Regions from separate parts of the Ovis aries genome. Here all the other regions are linked to region 3. A link is a contact called in public Hi-C data. All regions are on one chromosome and are shown on one strand. Each heading gives the region's core, a stretch centred on a gene start, on an enhancer-like site or on the middle of the called end of the contact. The rest is flanking DNA. Distances are from core to core; before and after follow the strand shown. Region 1 holds the start of SLC25A51 (solute carrier family 25 member 51). Region 2 holds the start of FRMPD1 (FERM and PDZ domain containing 1). Region 3 holds the start of TRMT10B (tRNA methyltransferase 10B).

What was found. Hi-C and Micro-C count contacts between places; a contact is called where the count stands out from the background.
Region 1: a Hi-C map of liver shows a contact between it and region 3, with 5 times the contacts expected there. The contact joins the promoter of SLC25A51 here to the promoter of TRMT10B in region 3. A contact is called at or near these places in 5 of 16 Hi-C or Micro-C datasets (blood, liver, mixed tissues and 2 more).
Region 2: a contact with region 3 is called in a Hi-C map of liver, with 2.9 times the contacts expected there. The contact joins the promoter of FRMPD1 here to the promoter of TRMT10B in region 3. A contact is called at or near these places in 5 of 16 Hi-C or Micro-C datasets (hypothalamus, liver, mixed tissues and 2 more).

The regions. Positions count from the first base shown.
Region 1 is chr2:50,873,399-50,876,636 of ARS-UI_Ramb_v3.0, forward strand. SLC25A51 (solute carrier family 25 member 51) reads left to right here and starts at 1,725. Exons shown (of 3, transcript XR_009599199.1): 1 at 1,725-2,396. LOC132659163 (a long non-coding RNA gene) reads right to left here and starts at 2,662. Exons shown (of 2, transcript XR_009599201.1): 1 at 2,573-2,662.
Region 2 is chr2:51,167,039-51,170,368 of ARS-UI_Ramb_v3.0, forward strand. It overlaps FRMPD1 (FERM and PDZ domain containing 1), which reads right to left and starts at 1,809. Exons shown (of 17, transcript XM_042243233.2): 1 at 1,767-1,809; 2 at 1,425-1,547.
Region 3 is chr2:51,005,502-51,008,774 of ARS-UI_Ramb_v3.0, forward strand. TRMT10B (tRNA methyltransferase 10B) reads right to left here and starts at 1,351. Exons shown (of 9, transcript XM_012120824.4): 1 at 1,230-1,351.

The sequences.
Region 1 (3,238 bases), core at 475-2,974, 130 kb before region 3:
TACCACAGGAGAATAACCTCTCCATTCTAATCAGAAATGAATTATTTATACTATGAATACTCTGGGTGCCTGCCTAATTTATTTATTTTTCAAATAATTCATCTGAATAGGAATTCACACAAGACAGGGCAAACATAATTCTGGCATAAATGCCTTTCCCCAACTGTTGCCTGATTTTAATGATTCCAAGGTACAGAATGGCTTTGTCATTATCTGTGGAGCCCGAAATCTATCTCTGCACACTGGTTAGATGCCAGGTGCCTGCATCTGACTGTCAAGGTTTGCAGTATCAGACCCCACCACCTGACCTTTATAATTTTACCTTCTGCTATGACTTTCCTCACTAGTCCAAATTCCACTCATTCATCCTCCAAGGCCCAGATGACTGCCTCCTCTATGAAGCCATCCCTGGTTCTCTCTTAAGGGGAAAGGCCCCTCATGCTTCTGAATTTTCCGAGTTTTTGCTTTTACAGCCTTCACTGCACTCTAAGCTCCCCCAAGAGAAAACAGTATCTACAAAGTGCTCTCAGGGGAAATGCCCAGGGAGAGCCACCCACCCTGTTTCACTCCAGTGGAGTTGCTTATTGGGGTTCGTCCAATACAGCTCAAGCAGTCAGTATCTACAAAGTGCTCTCAGGGGAAATGCCCAGGGAGAGCCACCCAACCTGTTTCACTCCAGTGGAGTTGCTTATTGGACGAACCCCAAGTAAAGAGCATGTTGTTATTGTTTAGTTTTAAGTTGTGTGTTACTCTTTTTTGGGACCCTATGGACTGTAGCCCACCAGGCTCCTCTGTCCATGGAATTTTCCAGGCAAGAATACTGGAGTGGGTTTTCATTTCCTACTCCAGGGGATCTTCCTGACCCAGAGATACACCAGGGGACCTTCCTCACCCAGGGATGGAACCAGTGTCTCTTGCACCTCCTACATTGGCAGGTAGATTCTTTAGCAACGAGCCACCTGGTAAGCCATCACATACTTGATGATCCTCCAGAGGACCTCGCTCCCAGGCTGACCTTTCCAATTCCTTCGGTCCCTCACATCTGTGTGCCTTCCAGTTGATAAGAGTCAGATCATTATTCCCAGTGATTCTTACAAAGGCCAAGGGATGCATGCAAGGCAGGTGTTACTTTTCAGAGGTCTGGGGCTCAGGATCGCTATGATTTGACCTAGGCCTCCTAACTCCAAGTGCAGTGGAGTCTGAGACGTGCAAGTTGTCTGAAATTGAAGGAAACAGGGCTTTTAAATAATCTGTTATTTTAGAGCACACACATTTATATATTCTAAAGGTGTTTTGTGAACTGCAGTATCAGTAGCTGACAAAAGGCAACTCCAAGCATTTGATGAAATCTAACCAATGATACAAAGGGTAGTGAAATGGGGACTTGGAAGGCCTAGGCCCACGTGCAAGCTTGCCATCCACAACTGTCGATTCCCAGTGGTCCTCCCACAGGCTGTGCACTAGCAAAAGCGTTGGCTGTTCGTGGCACCGCAAGGCCACCATACACCAAGGGTACGCTATTCCAGCAAGCGGAATCCCAAAGCCTGACGACAGGTGTGATGGGTGATCCTACACCTGCCCTGCGGCGGCAAACCGCTGCCAGGACTTGGGCGGCATCACCTGACCCTCCGCGGGATTACCGAGAGGCGGTGCGGCCGCGTCTCCCTCACGTGACCGGGCTCGGCGGCGTCGACCGCGTCACGCTCCGCCCAGAGCTCCGGGTCGGTCAAGGTCTGCGCCTGCGCCGGCTCGCAGGCTCACCAACCTGCTGGCGGGCCGCTACCGGGCGTGGAAGCCGGGCGCCCGCGGCGATGGGTGAGTGGGGAGGCAGGCGAAAGGAAATCACGGGGTTCCCCCGACCTCCGCGTGGAGTGCGTGAGTGGAAGCACGAAGGAGGCTCTGAGGAGGCCGTCTGCCCGGCCCTCTGGCTCGGTTGCTCGGCGCCCACCCCCTTCCGCGCGCGCGCGCGCTGCCTCCCCTCGGTGCGCCCCGCTGTTCCCGCGCGCGCCATCCCGGGTGGGGTCCGCAGTCGCCGGGGCCAGCTCTACGCTCCCTGCCCTGCCGCCCGCCACCGGGCTTTTCCGGGCCGAGGGCGCCGTCTGGCTGCTGGGAAGAGCCTTTTCGGCAGAGGAGGCTCTGCGTTCATCTGGGCGCGCCCCGGGCGGGGAGGTGCCTCCCGGCGAGCCCTGAGAGCTGGGCGGGGAGGGGCCGGGCTTTGCCTGAGTCCCGGGAGAGCGGCGCTGGGACCTCTGAAGGGCCCCTGCTATCGCGGGGCCTGGGGTTCCAGGACCTCTGGTTCCGTTGAATGTCAGGGACTGGAGAGGCCTGGAAGATCCGGTCCACTCCCCTCCCCTCCCACTTAACCACAGACCGGGGAAATGGACGCCAGGGGAGCGGTAAGTTCAGCTACCCTGCCAAACAATGCTTGTTCTGCGACACCATGTTGCTTCGCGTTGCGAGAAACTCCGTTGTACTAGGCTGGTTTTTTACCGTGATGGTAGGGAAGTGGGGGTGGGCATTGTTGTGAATTGAACATCTCTGTACCAATTACTAAGCTTATCTAGTAGCTTACCTAGGTGGAGCGTGTCGATGCCTCAGCAGTATTTACGCTTTTCTTTTTTGCCACTTACAGCTGTGCACATCTGGTCTTAATCCCCACCTGCAAGCAGTGAAACAGAAGCCCTTAAAGTAACTCTGTAGTGCCCTTGTTTTGAAGAATTCCATAAAATCAAAAGATGTCAGTACTGGTTGGGCCCGCTAGTGGTTCTAGAGCACAGGTTAGGCGCTTTGGATCTGGAGTCACCTCGAGTGCATCCCAGGGAAAGATCACAAGCTGTTACCTTTAACAGGCAGTGGATTTATCTGGTCTCTCCTTTGGTAGATTAAAGTTAGCCTAGAGAAGTGGAATTTTTAAATTATAGACATTGCTTTGTATTTATAGTAGCAAGATAGTGTCCTAACTAGGACTAGAACCCAGATTAATCTTGCTCTGAATGCTGACTCAGACCTGCTGACTTGTGGGAGTCAACATCCTTTGAGAATTACAGTTGTTTTCTCCCCAGTTTTTGCACAAAGACCTTTGTGCTGGCTCACATCTCGGTCTTATCCCGTGGGCTGTAAATTACAGTGAGCATTTAGACTTTACACTGTTTTCTTCTGCCGCAGAAGTTTGATTGACTCTTGGAGTTTAATGAAAGTCAGCTTAATTAACTTTGTTTCCTAATGTTGACATAGGTTG
Region 2 (3,330 bases), core at 559-3,058, 160 kb after region 3:
CTTGAAAGGTTATGGACACAGCAGGGCACAGGGGTAAACAGCAAGGACTCTACAGCCCAACTACCTGGGTCTGTATCCCAGCTCTACAATCACCATTATCTACCTGAGTTTTCCATTTAGAAAATGGAATAAGAGAGGCTGCCCCAGAGGGCTGGTGTGAGAACTCTTAATAGTGTAATTCTGATTATGATCATTGTGATTTGGAATCCTGCTTGGCACAGAGTAAACAGTCAGTGAATTTAACTATTACTATTTCTGTGTTTTGGCTCCTCTTCCTGGAGGTCCATTTCCTTTCCTTCTTTCTGCATCTGGCTGGTCCCCTCAGGAGGGGCTTTACTTTGCTCCTGGCTCAACTTAATCCTGAGAGCCAAAAACAGAACTTTGCCACACCAACACTTGTGCTTTGTCCACTAGGATACAAACTCATATACCCTCAAGAATTAAGAGATTATGCATCCATCTTTCTGAACCCAAGTGAATCATCACACAGGCATTTTTCTAAGAAGATGAAGAAACTCTTGGTCAACACAAAGGAAGGACAAGACTTGAAAGGAGTTATCCTGAGCCAGAAGGTTGACTTCCTGAGCACACCTTGTGCCTACGTGCTTCCAGTTACTTCAGGAACAAAGGTGGGAGTTTCCATACACCTCTCAGAGATTCTGACACCAGTGTACTAGACCTAGTAAGAGTTGGTTATAAAGCATTTATTCAATTAGGCATATATATATATACCTTTCTTTATGCTTCTCAAGGAATCTTTCATTTAATTATCAAAGGCACCACTTATTTAAGACTTCAGAAGAAACTGGATGTTTTTCACTTGGCTAAGGCAAGTTTCTATGAGTTTCTATGACTCAATGGTTCATAGCCTCAAACTCAAAAAAAAAAAAAACCCACCTCAATTCATCCACTTAACAGTTACATTCAAAAACACTTCTGGAGAAGGGAATGGCAACCCACTCTAGTATTCTTGACTGGAGAATCCCACGGATAGAGGAGCCTGGTGGGCTACAGTTCATGAGGTCTCAAAAACACTGCGCTGCTGTCAGGCCTCTCCCAGCTAAGCTCCAGGTGGTACTCTTTGCATCATTTCCAACACTCAAATTTGGGATAATTTCAGTACAAAAAAATTAATCAAAACTATTGGCTAAAAAAACATAAAAACTTGTCCCAAATGTGATCATTTTATTATGAAGTGAAAACTAACACTGCTTTGCCACCCACCCACCCCGACTCCAATCCTTGGAAATGCTTCCTTCTGACAGACCTGAGCTAGATCCATAAGACACAATGGTGAGCCATTGTGCCTCAGATGTCTCCACTTCTAGGGTGACTTAAAGTAAATCTGTATACTAGCTTGGCTCCTTTTTGCTGAAGGCCTGGAACAGATGGCTGATTGCCACATGCTCTTAATATACACTCACCTGCTTCCTTCCACTGATGTCTGCAGTCTTCACACTTCACAGAATCCCAGAGCATCAATCCTGGAAGGGACTTTAGAGACCAGCCAATCCAAGCCCTCATTTTACAAACAGGGACACTGGAGCCTACAAAAAGGAAAACACTTGTTCAAGATCACACAGCTCATGAATGAAAGAGTTGAGACTAGAACTGATGAGCAGGAGACTCATCTCCCTGGGGTGTCATCCTTCTTCCAACTGGTTCTCATACTCTCTGCCCTAGTTGGCTTTCCTACACTTGACACAAAATCCACACCCTCTTGAGGTGTGCCAGCAGCCTGTGAGGCTCACCCATAGTGCACTAACCTAGCTCAGCTGGCCCAGGGCTCTTTCCCTGCAGAGGAATGGGTGTCATGTGACTTGGAAATACACACTGTGTAGGGATGCATGTGACGTTCACGTGTATCAGTCATTGCATGTCTTCCAAGTCCATCAGGCTGAGAAGGAAGCAGAGCCTATGAGTCATATATAATGTCTCAGACTTCTAAGTCTTTTCTAGGCTTACAATTTCAGGTTACCCAACAACAAAAGCTTTGATACCATTCCTCAAAATCAACTTATTTGACAACAAGCATTTACCTAGGAGACACTTACTGAACAGTTCCCATCTGCTAGGTACTATGAGATTAAAAATGAGCAAAACATGATGGCTATCCTTTTTAAGGGACAGAGAAGAGCACATGCACAGTGGCAAGACACTGTGCTCAGTGCTCTGACACTCTCACAGGAGTAGGAACAGATCATGCAGACACACAGCTAAGCCAGCACAGGAGAGTTAGCGAAGGCTTTTCTTAATTTTTAATTTTATTTGTTTTTAATTTAGTTCCTCCAATTTTACTATAATATAATTGACAGAAAGCACTATATATGCTTCAAACAGTTTACTAATTTGACTTGCATACATCACGAACTTATTACAGTAAATTTAGTGAACATTCACCATCTCATGTAGATACAAAATTAAAGAAATAAAAAAGAACATTTTTTTCATTGTGCTGACAATTCTTAGGATTTACTCTCTTATCAATTTTCATATATAACATATAGCAGTGTTATATTTCTCATGTTGTATATCACATCCCTAGAACTTATTTATCTTATAATTGGAAGTTTGTACTTTTTGAATGCTTTCATTCAATCACCCCACTGCCACACCCCATCTCCAGTAACCACAAATCCTATCTCCTTTCCTATGCGTTTGTTTTTGAAGTATAGTTGACCTACAAGATTATGTAAATTCCTGTTACACAAAATAGTGACTCAGTAGTTCTGTACATTTCAGACTGATCACCGCAATATGTGGTCTGTACGCCAAAAGATATTATATAACTCTTGACTATATTCTCCACACTGTACATTTTATATGTGCGACACATTTATTTCACAAGAATTCTGTATCTCTTAATCTCCCTTACCTATTTCTCTTCTCTCCCAAACCCCCTCCTCTTCAACAATCATCAATTTGTTCTCAGCATCTATGACCCTGTTTCTGTTTTATTTTTTGTTCGTTTGTTTTAAATTTTACCTATAAGTGAAACCATGCGGTATTTGTCTTTTTCTTTCTTTCTGATTTCACTTTGCTTAATGCCCTCTAGGTCCATCCATGTTGCTGGAAATGGCAAGATTTCCTTCTTTTTATGGCTGAGTAATATTCCATTGTGTATTTATACCACTTCTTTTTTATCCATTCATCTATCAACGGGTACTTAGGATACTTCTGTATCTCAGCTATTATAAATAATGTTGTAATGAACATGGCAGTGTACATATCTTTTCTAGTTAGTGTTTTCATGCTTTTCACCCAGAAGTGAAATCACTGGATTGTACGGTATTTCCATGTTTAATTTTCTGAGGACTCTCCATACTATTT
Region 3 (3,273 bases), core at 101-2,600:
CCTTTGCTCATGGCTACTCCTCTGAGTCCAGTGTGCTACCAACATAACAGGAAACATGTATCTTTGAAAAAGTAAATCTCTGTAACGATCCACTGAAATTAAAATGGAGTAAGAGTTCAGGCAGACAAAAATGGAATTGGGTGGCCACTGAAGATGTGGTCTGAGGCAAGTCTCTGCACCACTGAGAACTTGAACTTTCTTTGAACTATACCAGACCCCCAAGGACACTATCAGTCATATTCAGAATAACACCAGCCAGCTGCAACCCTACAGTCTCAAGATCTCCTTTCATAACTATGCAACCATTTCAGACCTTAACCAATCCTTACTAATAAGCACCCTTATTTCTTGCCAGCTCCAATTACAATTCATGATAAGTAACTCATGTAACTAACTGTAACCTTGCAGTTTTTACCTTTATATGGTTTTCCCATTTTGTCGTCTGGTGGAACACACTTCAAACGTTTCCTGAATTTATGTCTCCCATGCTACACTCCTCGATTTGGCTAGAATAAAACTCTCTTCTATTCCTATTATAGATTGCTTATTGATTATTTTCTTGAACACTTACAATGGCCTACACTGTTCATGATCATCTATTGTTGTCTGAACTATCTGGTCCACTTGCTGTTGCTGTTTCTTAAATATACCAAGGATATAGCACCTTAGGGTCTTTGCACTTGCTGTTTTTTCTACCTCAATCCTCTTCCCCTGGATAATTATACGACTACTACCTTCCTCACTACATTCCAATCTTCCCTATCCAACATGGCACACATCTTCCTTATTTTTTGGTCTGAACGTCCCCACTCCTATAAATGTTATGTTTGTATTGTTCACTATATCCTCTATGCCTGGAAACACGCGTCGTACGTAACAGACGCTCAATAAAGAATTGCTGAATTCATAAATCCTTCACTCCACCCCATCTCTGAGTTGACGGAGCCCTCAGAACTTTTCAAACCCATATTTCACCTGATGAATATATCTCTGGGCGCTAAGTAATGCACCAGCCTCTGTACTCTTCTCTTAGCTTTTCATTCTAGGTTTTAGCTACCAAAGCCGGCTCCTCCTCCGGCACCTTCAGCATTAGAACACCCTGACCCCAAGCTCCAGGGTACCCCGACAGAGGCCCCGTATGGCCCATAGGCTGCGAAAGCGACGGGAAGCAGAAAGGAACAGCATCAAGAGTCTGGGGTCACACAAGTGCAGGGCGAGCGCCTGCTTACCAGGCTTCTGCCACACGGTCAAACGAGGCTGCAATCGGACGCCGGACCCTCATCCCGATCCCTCCCGCCAACAAATACCCAACGTACCTGAACCAGTCTCTCTCGCGGCGGAAGCGGCACTCACCAAGTCCCGCCTCCAACACCACTTCCGGTTCCCTCTCCGAGTAGCATTCTGGGAGCTGTCGTTTTCAGCCTGGCTGGTCGGGGTGCGGCCAAGGCTTGGGCTTAGGCTGCCAAGCGCTCGGTGGTAGTAAGGAGTTGCGTCCCGCTACCAGGTTCCTGCGCCTCGCTGAGCCTCGATTTCCTTGCCTGTTCGCTGGGGATACAATCCCAACAGCTTGCCTACCGCCTAGCGCTGCTGCAGATGACCAGGCGCTTTGATGGCTGTTAAGGTCTGAACACGGCGAAACTGGACTGAAACCAGACGTGAACCTCCCCTCAAATGGCATCCTGGGGACCTTGCCTTCCCTTGGGCTCTCTTCGCTCCCCCATAACCAGCAGAGCCCTCGGGATGACACAGTTCCCCTCACCACAATCTGGTCATCCAGGATAACAGATATCCTGGCTTGGGCAAATCACAAATGAATCTAGCCTCTGGCCACTCTTCCTCCTTGATCTCATCTCACAAATCCACGGGGAAAATGACTCTCGAAGACCTAAAATGTCTTGTCCAAGCGTTGGCCTGATAAAAACTATCAGCCACTCTTATTCCTTCAGCCTTAGATGTCTCATCCTTTTGAGAGACCCTACCCTGAATGAGCCTGAAATATCTACTGTCCAAGAAACCACAGCCTTGTTGGATTTGTGCTTGGCCCCACAGTTTTCCTCTTTTCTTTCCACAACTTCTCCAGCACCTCCCACTCCCAGTCCATGCCTTAATCCATCCTTTATCTGCCAGTGGAACAACTTGTAAAATACTGAAACCAAACATGATTTCCTCCCCCAGAAGGCTTTTTTCTGAAACCCAGCTCTAAAGTCTCTTCTTTGCTCAGAAGTTGGCCTTGGCTTTGTACTCAGCAGCACTTGAAAATTGGCTAAAATGGTCTTCAGTGGCTCCCACCACACCTACCAACTCATGCACCTTGCACTCAGCTGTACCGAACACCTTTCCTGTGAGCTGGTGACCACTTCCCTACAGAAAAGAGCACCCAGCTGGTGTCATTGCCCACTCTGCTCCACCCCCATCCATTTACCAGATGATTATGGGTGTCCCTTACTCCCTCTCAGTGGTTTCCCTTTGTGCTTGAAGGTTAAATCTAATCTTCCTAAGACCTTGCACAGTTTGGTTCCTGGATACCCTTCCAACTTTATCTTTCACTCTTCTTCCAGCTTGCTGTGTTCCAATCACACCCATCTTCTTGAAATGATTAAAACACACCAAATGTTTCAATGATTTGAACAGTACTTTGCAAGTACTGTTCCCTTTTCTCTCACTTTTTAAATGCCTGGCTCCTTCTCACACTTTTGGTTTCAGCTTAAACCTTCCCTCCTCAGAGAGGCCTTTACTGATCCCCGCTAGGGAAGATAAGCTCATCCCAGCCCCATCTTGACACTCTTCATTTTCTTTATTTCACCTTCACCTCTCAGAAATCTTTTTTTCTGTCTTCCTTGATAATACATCTATCATGCAAATGATTATATTCCCAGTGGCACTGCACAGTAAATATTCATCAACAGGATAAACAAATGAGTGATTTTTCACCTTTCCTGAGAATAATTTACCTTCCTCTCTGCTAAACCCAGGACCTGACACACAGTATCTACTCAACAAATACTTCTTGACATACTGGTTCTAATCAGTGCTGCTTCCTACAGGAAGCCTTCCCTGATCACCAGGATTCAAGACCTGTTTGTATTGAAGTCCTGAGCTCCTTCCCTAAGCTTGTGAATACATGGATTGTGTTCATATAAATTAGTCATGTAGCTCTTCATATCCTGAGCTCCTTCCCTAAGCTTGTGAATACATGGATTGTGTCCATATAAATTAGTCATGTAGCTCTTCATAGATGTCTCCTTGTTAAAGTATTCAAGTCCTGTTTAAAAT